Regions from separate parts of the Mus musculus genome. Here region 2 is linked to region 1. Evidence: chromatin contacts called from public promoter capture Hi-C data. All regions are on one chromosome and are shown on one strand. The core of a region is the stretch at or near the end of the contact, and the rest is flanking DNA. Distances in the headings are between cores, read along the strand shown. Region 1 holds the start of Magoh (mago homolog, exon junction complex core component). Region 2 holds the start of Faf1 (Fas-associated factor 1).

Region 1 (4,897 bases), core at 850-3,349:
TGTACCACCATGCCTGGATCTAAGACTTGCTTTGTCGCAGATGACCTTGAACTCAGATCTCCTTGCCTTAATCTCCTGGGATTCATAGCCACTATGCCTCATGATCTCCATGCCAAGACCAGGTCGGAAACTTGTATCTCCCAGCCTCAAGATCAGGACCATAGGTGAGCCTTCCAATTCTGGATTGTAATTCATTTTGAATATAGTCAAGTTGACAACCAGGAATAGCCATTACACCTACCCTTTATGTTAAGGTATTTCACTTCAAATCCACTCATTTTCCAGTTTGCAGCCACTACCTACACATGGGTCATCACCACCACAGTACTACCTTCATGGATTTCCTTAACGACTACCTATCTCCATAACAATTGCACTTCTGGCCTTCCTATTTTCCAGTCGGCTTACATGACAACCAAAGTGATCTTTCTAAAGTGCAGTAGGAGCCAGGCAAGGTGGTGGCACACGCCTTTAATACCAGGACTCCTCTAGAGTCCTGCAAAGGCAGGTGGATATCTGTACCCCAGCCCAGTCTGGCCAATATAGTGAGTTTCAGGCCAGCCAGGGCTACACAGCCAGACCCTGTCTCAGAGAACAAGAAACAAACCAGTGGCAGGGCAGAGAGTGGTGAGACGACATCTCTGGTAACGATGTGTGTCAATTCTTTTTTTTTGAGACAGGGTTTCTCTGGCTGTCCTGGATCTCACTCGGTAGACCAGGTTGCCCTCGAACTCAGAAATCCGCCTGCCTCTGCCTCCTGAGTGCTGGGATTAAAGGCATGTGCCACCACACCTGTCGTGTGTCAATCTTCTATGACTAGAATTTACCGTATTTCACCTACTTGACCTTAAAATTCCCGCACCAGAAATTTGACCTTTCACAGAGGTCAACTTTGGCTCTTGAAAATGAACCTCTTGGGTAGTGGTCTCCACATTTGACCCACCTCGTTTTTGTTTCAGTTTGTGTGTGTGTATCTTACTTGGTAGTCCTGACTGGCCTGGAACTCACTATGCAAAGAGCAGTCTAGGCTTAAACTCACAGAGGTCTACTCCACTCTGCCTCTGAAGTGCTGGGATCAAAGGCATTGGCCACCATGCCCAGTTCTCACCTGGGTATTTTTTTAGAGGCTTCAGTGAAACTGGATTCTGTCAGCATGTGGCTAGGGCTGAGAATCGCTGCTAAATAAGATGACCAGTAGGAGCCGGGCGGTGGTGGCGCACACCTTTAATCCCAGCACTTGGCAGAGGCAGGTGGATTTCTGAGTTTGAGGCCAGCCTGGTCTACAGAGTCAGTTCCAGGACAGCCGGGGCTACACAGAGAAACCCTGTCTCGAAAAACAAAACAAAACAAGACAAAAAAGCCTAGTAGGGATCCAACATTCATTTAACCGACCCACAACACCTATCTAGACATGTTAGCTTGAAAGGGAAGAATGAAAGGCAACTCGTTCATGAGTGGTGACCCTCGTGAGGATGAGGTAGGAGGGTTTGTGGTTTCAGGTCAGTCTGGATCAGGTAGCAGTACTCTGCCTACACGTAAAATAAAGAAATAGCAGAAAGGGATGTTAGCTAAATGCAGGCAAGTTTCAGGCAACATTGTGGAATGGGAAAGGAGTCATTCTTAAAAGACAGCTAAGTAAAGCCAACTTTATTTTTCGGGACAGGGTCTTAGTATGCAGCCACTGGTCTCAAACTCTCATTACGCTCTTTAGACATTTACTACTAATCTCCCGCCTCAGAGCCACCTCCTGATCTACACACTGGGGAGTGGAAGAAGGCGGGGGATGGGGGTGGCAGCGTACTCATAGATGAGCAAATCATTTTGCCTCCTTTTACTGTGGAAACCCATCTAGGTTCAGAGTGTGAATAACCTCGTTCGACTCACTTGTCTCTTTAAATTGAGGTTGCGCCTGACAGGACTCTAGCGCTCAGTGTTGGGCTGAAACCCAGATGCAGTTCTCGGATCCCAAGATCTTCCAGAACTCTCGATATACAACCAAGGGGGCGTGGCGATCTTGACCCAGCGTCTAGGGGAGGGGGCGTGGTAATCTCGTTCCCGCCTCCGGAGAGTGAGAAACTCTTAGTGTCGCGGTGGCAGACGTCATTTCCGCGCGCCACCATTACGCCAGTATAAGACGTAGACCGCAGGCCGTGGTAGTGTCATCCGTTCCTAAAGTTCCGTCCTCCTTGTCCCTTGCGAGGCATGGAGAGTGACTTTTACCTGCGTTACTACGTGGGCCACAAAGGCAAGTTCGGTCATGAGTTCCTGGAGTTTGAATTCCGACCTGACGGTAAGAGCGGCCTCCCGGCTGCGGGCAGTGGGACCGGCCCCGGGGAGGGCGGAGAGAAGGCGGGCTGCGGAATGTGGCGAAGCGAAGCAAGGGACGCCGACCACCGTGCTGTTGGGTCGTGAAAGAGGCATTCTTTTGTCGGCTTCATTGGTTCTTTCTCTTCATCCGCTGGCGATTCTCCTTCGTAGCTTTTTAAAAAGCCAGGTTGCTTACATTCAACAAAGATTTAATGTCCATCTGAGAATGGGCTGTTTGTTTTCCAGTCTGGGGACAGAGCAACAAAAATAAATTTTCCCCTCTCGTGGAACATGTGTTTCAGAGCCGGAAGAAACCACAGCGATCTCTTGTAGTGTGGAGTGATCAAAAAGTAAGGTCGCTTTTAAAGAGCAGTCTGAGGAGTGTGAATTTGAATTAAGCCGTAATTGAAAAGGGATCAATTTTTGAAGTACAGGAAGAAAAGCATCTACAGGAGTAGCAAGTGTCATAGGACCTCAAAGAGCCAGACATATCCAGGTGGTCACTGGGGTGACTGAGAGACAGTAGTAGGGGGTGATGTTAGTCAAGAGCCTCGCTATACAGGTGTTTGTAGTGCTTGCTTGCATACAGCTTCCTTAGTTTTCAAAGTCCTTTCCCAACCCAGTTGAACATCAGCATGTTCTTCTCTGTGCAGCTAAGATAGCATTAAAATTCCTGTTTACAGCTGAGAACGTGTTCTTTTGCTACATCATGGCAGCCTTTTCCCGGGACTCTAGTTTACTGTCAGGTCCTTCTTCTGTTGTTCAGTAGTTTCAAGTGAAGTACCAAAAACACTACTATCACAGCTGGGAAATGGGTTGAAACATTCGATATAATTTAGGCAAAGCTCATATTCTTTGGAGGGTAATGGTGCTTTGTTCATGTTTTCTAATACGTTGCATTCTTTTTTTTTTTTCTTTTTTCTTCCGAAGGTAAATTGCGATACGCCAACAACAGCAATTACAAAAATGACGTCATGATCAGGAAAGAGGTACAGACCTTTCCTTCACTACGACTTAGCCTTTGGTTTCCCATTGCTTATGTTCTCTCTGGTAATGAAAGATGAAGTGTAGGAAGCGAGCACTTATTTCTAAGCAGCTAGATTATTTCTCTGATTCACTCCCCCCCCCCCCCCAGTGCTGAATCAAAAGCTAGTAAGTGTTTGAAATCTGTGTGTCTTGGTTTGTACCCTCGGTGTGCCCCATACTGACCATGTGACCTCAAAACAAGTTCTCTGGCTGAACTTGGTCTCTGTGTTTTCATCTGTAAAACAAAGGATAAGAAAACCTACCTGTGACTCCCAAATGTTATCATAGAATTAAATATATTAGTCCCTAGTACATAGACTATGAAGACAGCATTGACTTTGCTTCTGAAGAGGAAACGGATCAGGGGAAAGTCTCAACCTCGAATTACGCTCTTTAGAGCTAAACCATAGACATTTACTACTACTCTCCCACCTCAGAGCCCCCTCCTGATCCACACACTGGGGAGTGGAAGAAGGCGGGGGATGGGGGTGGCAGCGTACTCATAGATGAGCAAATCATTTTGCCTCCTTTTACTGTGGAAACCCATCTAGGTTCAGAGTGTGAATAACCTCGTTCAAACAATATGTTGTTTAATCCTGATTATAAAAAGCCCATGTGACAAAGTATTCTGCCATACTTTCAATCAGGAAAATCATGGCCTAGATATTAAATCTGAGGATAGTTACTCTTGCTTGTAAGAGATAATGATAGGCATTTGGGCATATCTGAATCTCAGTAAAGGTCATGTGTTCCATTCTGCTGGGATTTCTACTATATCATTAAGGATATGACAGTATGTCTTCATACAATTTAGCAGTTAATTTTATGCCGAATCAGCATCATATCTTTTTCTCTTTGTTTGGTTTGGGTTGTTTGTTTGCATGACCTAGTGCTCCTCAGAAGCAGTTGGTAGAGTGCTTGTCTTCATGAGGCCCTGGGCTTCATCCTTAGCATCACAGAAACTGATCATGGTAGCCATGTTTATATGTCAGCACTGGGGAGGTGAAAGCAAGAAGCTCAGAAGTTTAAGATCACCAAGGCCAGGCTGCGAGGCATGAAACCTTGTCTGTAAGCAGCAGGGTGTATCAGTTGTCTGTTACCACTATAACAATATATCTGACAGAGGCTATTGCCGGATTATTGTCAGGAATGATACAGACCTGCAATTCCATGACTTTGTAGTTGAAGGCATGGGGATTAGAAATTCAAGTTGGACTCAGTAATGGTGGTGGTGATGGTATAAGACTTTTATCACTCGGGAGGCAGAATGAGACGAATCTCTGAGTTTGACGACAGCCTGATATACAGAGCAAGTTCCAGGTCTGTACAGAGAAACTCTGCCTGAAAAAGCCTTTTTAAAAGAAATAATTAGTTCATAGCAAGTTTGAAGCCAGTGAGGCTCAGTGAAATTCTCAAAAATAAAGAAGAGATTATTTAGCTCATCACTCCAGAGGTTCAAAATCCAAACACCGCTGCAGTAGTGAGAATGGGTGTGTGGCCACGCAGTGACCTCTCTCACCAGGAGAGAAACACACAGACATTGGAGGCCCACAATTCCTCTGCT
Region 2 (5,204 bases), core at 1,873-4,372, 1.8 Mb after region 1:
ATGAAAAACATATTGTTTTCCCTTCAATTTTTTTGTAGTAGATATTTATTCTGGATGCTGGTTATTCAACCATAATACTTAGACCATATGTAAGAAACAACTTTTCATTTACTTTATAAACTTGGCTGCAAGGAGGGTGATACTATAAGGAGTTACCAGGGAAAGTGGGAAGAGCACTAGTTTTGACCTCGACTTGCGTCCTAGTCCTTTCACTTTATTTCATGACCCTAGACAAAAATCTTAAAAAACAAAACAAAACAACGTTGCCCTTCATTCTGTACATTTTTTTCTTTCTTTTCTTTTCTTTTTCCTTCAGTTTTTCAAGACAGGGTTTCTCTATGTAACAGAACTGGTTGTCCTAGAACTCATTTTGTAGACCAGGCAGGCCTTGAACTCACAGAGACCCATATGTCTCTGCTTCTCATATGCTAGGATTAAATGTGTGTACCACCATGCCTGGCTAGAGATAACAATAAAAATTCAAATTATTAGTATGAACCCAAGATTTTTGTTATGGATGTACCCTGATGAATATAAAAGAAATACTGGATGAAATGGTTTATAACCATCAAGAAACTTTCAACCTGTAGAAGGAGATAAACCATTTGTTGATTAAACAATTACAGGAAAAAATTCATAGAATTTGCCAGAACTGTGTTTTGTTAAAGTACTAAAGGCCATGGTTGGGGGAAAAAGGCAGGCATTCTTGTTAGCTTAAGCGTAATGAAAGGGGAGGCCTTGGAAGAACATGGAGGAGGAGCATACTGAGTAACAGCTAGCACATTAGGAGGCTTTAAGGCTATGGGCAGTTTTCCTATGCAGTATGTCACTCACTGTTTGAAACTGCTAAGTTTTCTTAGTTTTGAGTGAGAGATTAAAGATTCATAGAGAGGTTGGAAAGGGGCAAAGTTAGGTCTCAAACACAGAAATGCTATGAAATGTATGCTAATTTTACACAAAGATTTGAAGTTTCTCATTTATCTCCTGAAACGATCTTGTCAGGAGTTGAAATTAGTAATAGTTGAATGACTCATCCATGTTTCGACAGCTAATTTTTTGGGGAAATCATTCTGAAACCTCATATGTTTGAATATCGGGGTCGTTACTCCCATCTCCCTGCATGTATTGTATTATTTCAATTTTCAGATGGAGAGAAGGGAAAGAGGAATGTGCGTAGTGTTTGAATGAGTTCTGAGGTAGTCACTTGTCAGTTTTGCAGGGTTTCATTAGCCTGGCCATATATAACACTGAATACCTGCTTTGTTCTGAGGGCCCATGCTAACTGGGTTATTGGATTGCCTCACTTATATTGTTGACATTGGGTTTCACCTCATGATTCCTATTTATGACAATTTCAGAATCTCTCCTTTTAGGTACAGCAAGGAAAAAGACTACAAAGTTTTGTTGTTGTTGTTGCCTTTTAAAACAAAACAAAACAAAACAAAACAAAACAAAAACCAGTATCACCATGTAGCCCAGTCTGGCCTGGAACTCTCTATGCCCTGCCTGCCTCTGCACCCCTAGTGCTAGAATTAAAGGCATGGATCAGCACATCAGACTCAGGGGTTTCTATTTCTTACTTAGCTGATTCTGCACATTAAAACAAGTTCACTTTATAGGTCTGGGGAGGTTCAGTGATTTAGAGTACTTGCTATTGAAGAGGACCAGGGTTCTATTTCCAGCACCCACATGGTGGCTTATAACCATACATAACTCCAGTTCCAGGGATTCACACATCCCTTGCTGGCCTCCATGGGCACCAGGCACCATATGGTACATATATATGCACACAAAGGCAAAACACTCATAAAATACAACAAATAAATAAAAAAAACATACAAGTTATCACAGAATTGTATGCCAGATTGCTTTTAGTAAGAGAACCATGGAATCCATTTTTCCACCTGGTGGTTTTAGGGATCTAACCAAGAGCCTGTGTATGCCTGGCAAGTGCTCTATCTACTATTGAGTTTCATCTCCAGCAAATCAAGATCTTAACATAAATAGCACACTTCTTTGCATTCAAGGGATTGAATATTTGATTCAGTCTTTCTATTTTTTTTTTTTTAATGGATACACTCCTAGCTTAAAAAGCTTAGGCATGAATTCTTTATGGTGATTTCATCAGTTCTTATTTTTGTTTAACATTTCCAGAGTTTAACATACTTTCCAGGGCATGGATGTGTCCTTTAAAAGTCTGTAAGTTCCTACTTTGTGTGTGTGTGTTTGTGTGTGTGTCAAGATTGAATATATTGTCACCCTTCCTTGGCCTAGATGGCAATTACAAATTGTCATATAGGTTTTGGATGTTTTAGGTACAAAGGTTGCTAATTTCTGACCATTAGTTGAAATCTTCAGAAATTATGAGTAAGTGTACCATACCGTTACTTATGAAAATATTTTAAATAAAATATGTGAAAGTGTACTCAAGTTTTCTACATGTAATGCTCTAAAAATGTAGATATTGCAGTAGAAATATTTTCCCGTAAATATCAACTTAAAAATGTTCAGCATCCTTTTGAGGTCTGAATCCTCACCCTCTGAGTTTCTATGTTCCAGACATATTATTGTCTGCTGGATACCTCAGTGTTTGTGCCTGAGATTGCAGACTCAGAAATAGGAGGTTCCAGGTAGGGAGTGACAGTATGTAAGCGGCTTTTTACCATAAGGCTGAGAGTGAGAGACCGTCCACGAGGAGGTATTTTGGTGAGAGGAAAACCTACAATGTTAGGAATGCTGCTGGCCAGGCGGTTTATGGAGTGTGCTGAGCTGGGCTGAGGCTGGCGGTGCTTTGCGTATGACTAAGCACGTGAGGCGCCGAATCACAGTCCGGCCTCGGCCAGGGGGAGGCCGCACCTCCAGGCCTAGGCTTCAACCCAAACCGGAATAACCTGTTGCGGGTCCTCAGGCTCCGGGGGGTGGGGGAGACGCACAACGGCGTCCTTGCCACACAGGCCGGCGACCCCGCCCGCAAGCCGAGCGCCAAAGCGCTTGACAGGAGGGCAGTCACGTGACAGCCGCAAAGCGCCGCTTTGCGACCTCGATGACAGGCAAAATGTGCGACAGCCCAGGCGCCGGCCAACCAGGGGCGGAGGCGGCGGCCGGGGAGGAAGCGGAGGAGGCGGAGGCGGCTGTGGCGTTGGCCCGCCTGCTCCTTCTCTCGCTTTCCCCGCCCCCGTCGGGTTTGCCGTGGCTGGAGGGAGCCGGGCGCGCGCTGTCGCAACCTGTCCTCCTCCCAGGCGGCGACGGAAGGACCGGCCCGGCATCGAGACCAGCCTCCCCGTCCCGGCAGCTGCGGCGAGGGCTCCGCGGGGCGCAGGCGGGCTCAGGGCGGCTGAAGGTTACCGAGTGCATGAGCACCTAGTCTCCCGCGCTGCCCCGCCCGCCGGTCCGCCGGCCCTCCCGCCGGCTCGCCCGCCAGCCCTTCGCCACCCGGCGGCGGCCGCAGCTTCGGCCGCAGGAGGCGCCGTCTCGCTCCCAGGTGCGCGCTTCGTTCCCGGAGCCGCGGAGCTCGGCGGCCGCCATGGCGTCCAACATGGACCGGGAGATGATCCTTGCGGATTTTCAGGTGAAGTGTCTGGCTCTGCTCGCTTCCCACCTCCAACTTGGCGCCTCGGGGTGGTAGCGCGGTGGCCTCTTCCCAGCGTTTGTTTGAGCACCGCAGTGGTTGTAGTGTGGGCTTTTCTACCCTACGTGGCTCAGGATGTGTGTATATTGTGAACCTTGGGGAACATGTATTTCATATGTTCTCTCTCTCTCTGTGTTGAATGATATTTTTACGTTTGGGGATATAGTGATTTGGGGGTTACTATGTATGTGGGCTCTTTCTCAGTCTTATGAGGCATGTGTAGAATGTGGGTTAATTGTGGGGTGTTTGGGTTATTCCATGAGGGGACAGTGATGTGTGGTGTGGAGAGTGTGTTGCTATGGGTGTGGTGTATTGTATGAAGTGGAGAGTGAAAAGGTAGAGTGATGAGGAGGTGATGAGACTAGTCGGGCTTTGTGGTCCTTTTCAAAGAGGGGTAGGCAGTTGAGACGCTGGAGGCCTTATTGCAATCTGGAGGGTAGAAAATAAGGAGGCAGAGAGGCAGGATGTATCTCTGCAGTGAATTCACAAACTTAATAACCCGTCCACATTTGCAGATTCCTTTCCCTTACAGACTTCAATTGTTTGGTGTCCTTTAATTAATTAATTCAAAGTAAAGATTGTTCCCTTACCAAACCCTCCTGTAGTAATCCTGGCATGTAAGTATCCTAGGGAGGCCCTTTGAAAGGAGAGCTGTGTGCATCTGGAAAGACTTGCAGTTATTAACACTACACTGTGAATATTTTCTTTGCCCCTTGATATTTACTGAAAAAACACATTTTAGTGCCATACACATATTGTTTGGAATTATATTTTTCAAATAAAGGCAGATTTTCTCCCACACTGACTTTACTTCACAGTCTCTGTAGGTAGTACTACATTTTTACTTAGTGTTTTGGTGACCATTTTCCAAGATTTTGCTCTGTTTTTTTTTCTAGTAGTTATCTGGCACACTAGGAATATGCTTATATATACTTTTTGATTATACTGCAACATATAAACTAAAAAAGGATGCTTTTAAAAAGAAGAGTTGGCCATGGCATTTTGTAGGCTTTAGAATAGCCTGAGTTCTTTATCTTAGTGTCTCCCTATGTGCATCCCAGGGTGGCATCTAATTTAATATAGTCTTCCTACCCCAGCTTCTCACAGTACTGGGATTACAGGTGTGATTCACCATGTCCATTTCTTAGATGTAGTTTTTACCCAGTTTGTGTTTTGATGAGGACAGCAACAAATGGTGTAATTTATCCTAGTCCTAATGTGATTATAACTTTGTTTTAATTTTGTAAATTTTTAAAACCTCTAACAACTGTAGTTGATTTCTGTCTTTCTGTCAGTCACTATGCTTGTTATTATTATTTTTTTTTTGAGGCATAGTTTCAATATATATATATAGCTCAGGCCAGTCTTAATTGTTTCTTCAGTGTTGGGATTATAGGAGTGTATGCCACAATACCTGGGTCACTATTAATATTAGCTAAAGGACTTGTGCCCAGAGGCAGAGTAATATTTTTGAGGTACATCAAGACTTTGGTTTGGAAATCAAAATGACTATTTTTAATCACATTATTAAATTCCAATAACATTTTTTTCCCAGTCTTTCTTTCCCCGTTGAAAA

The links. Capture Hi-C pulls out chosen DNA fragments and counts their contacts.
Region 2: a contact with region 1 is called in a promoter capture Hi-C map of liver, with 5 times the contacts expected there. The contact joins the promoter of Faf1 here to the promoter of Magoh in region 1. A contact is called at or near these places in 1 of 39 promoter capture datasets (pre-B cells), 3 of 484 Hi-C or Micro-C datasets (CD4 T cells, CD8 T cells and regulatory T cells) and 2 of 9 other capture datasets (adipose tissue and liver).

What each region holds. Positions count from the first base shown.
Region 1 is chr4:107,877,656-107,882,552 of GRCm38.p6, forward strand. Magoh (mago homolog, exon junction complex core component) reads left to right here and starts at 2,100. Exons shown (of 5, transcript NM_001282737.1): 1 at 2,100-2,290; 2 at 3,238-3,296. The coding sequence starts at 2,203.
Region 2 is chr4:109,673,505-109,678,708 of GRCm38.p6, forward strand. Faf1 (Fas-associated factor 1) reads left to right here and starts at 3,123. Exons shown (of 19, transcript NM_007983.2): 1 at 3,123-3,568. The coding sequence starts at 3,524.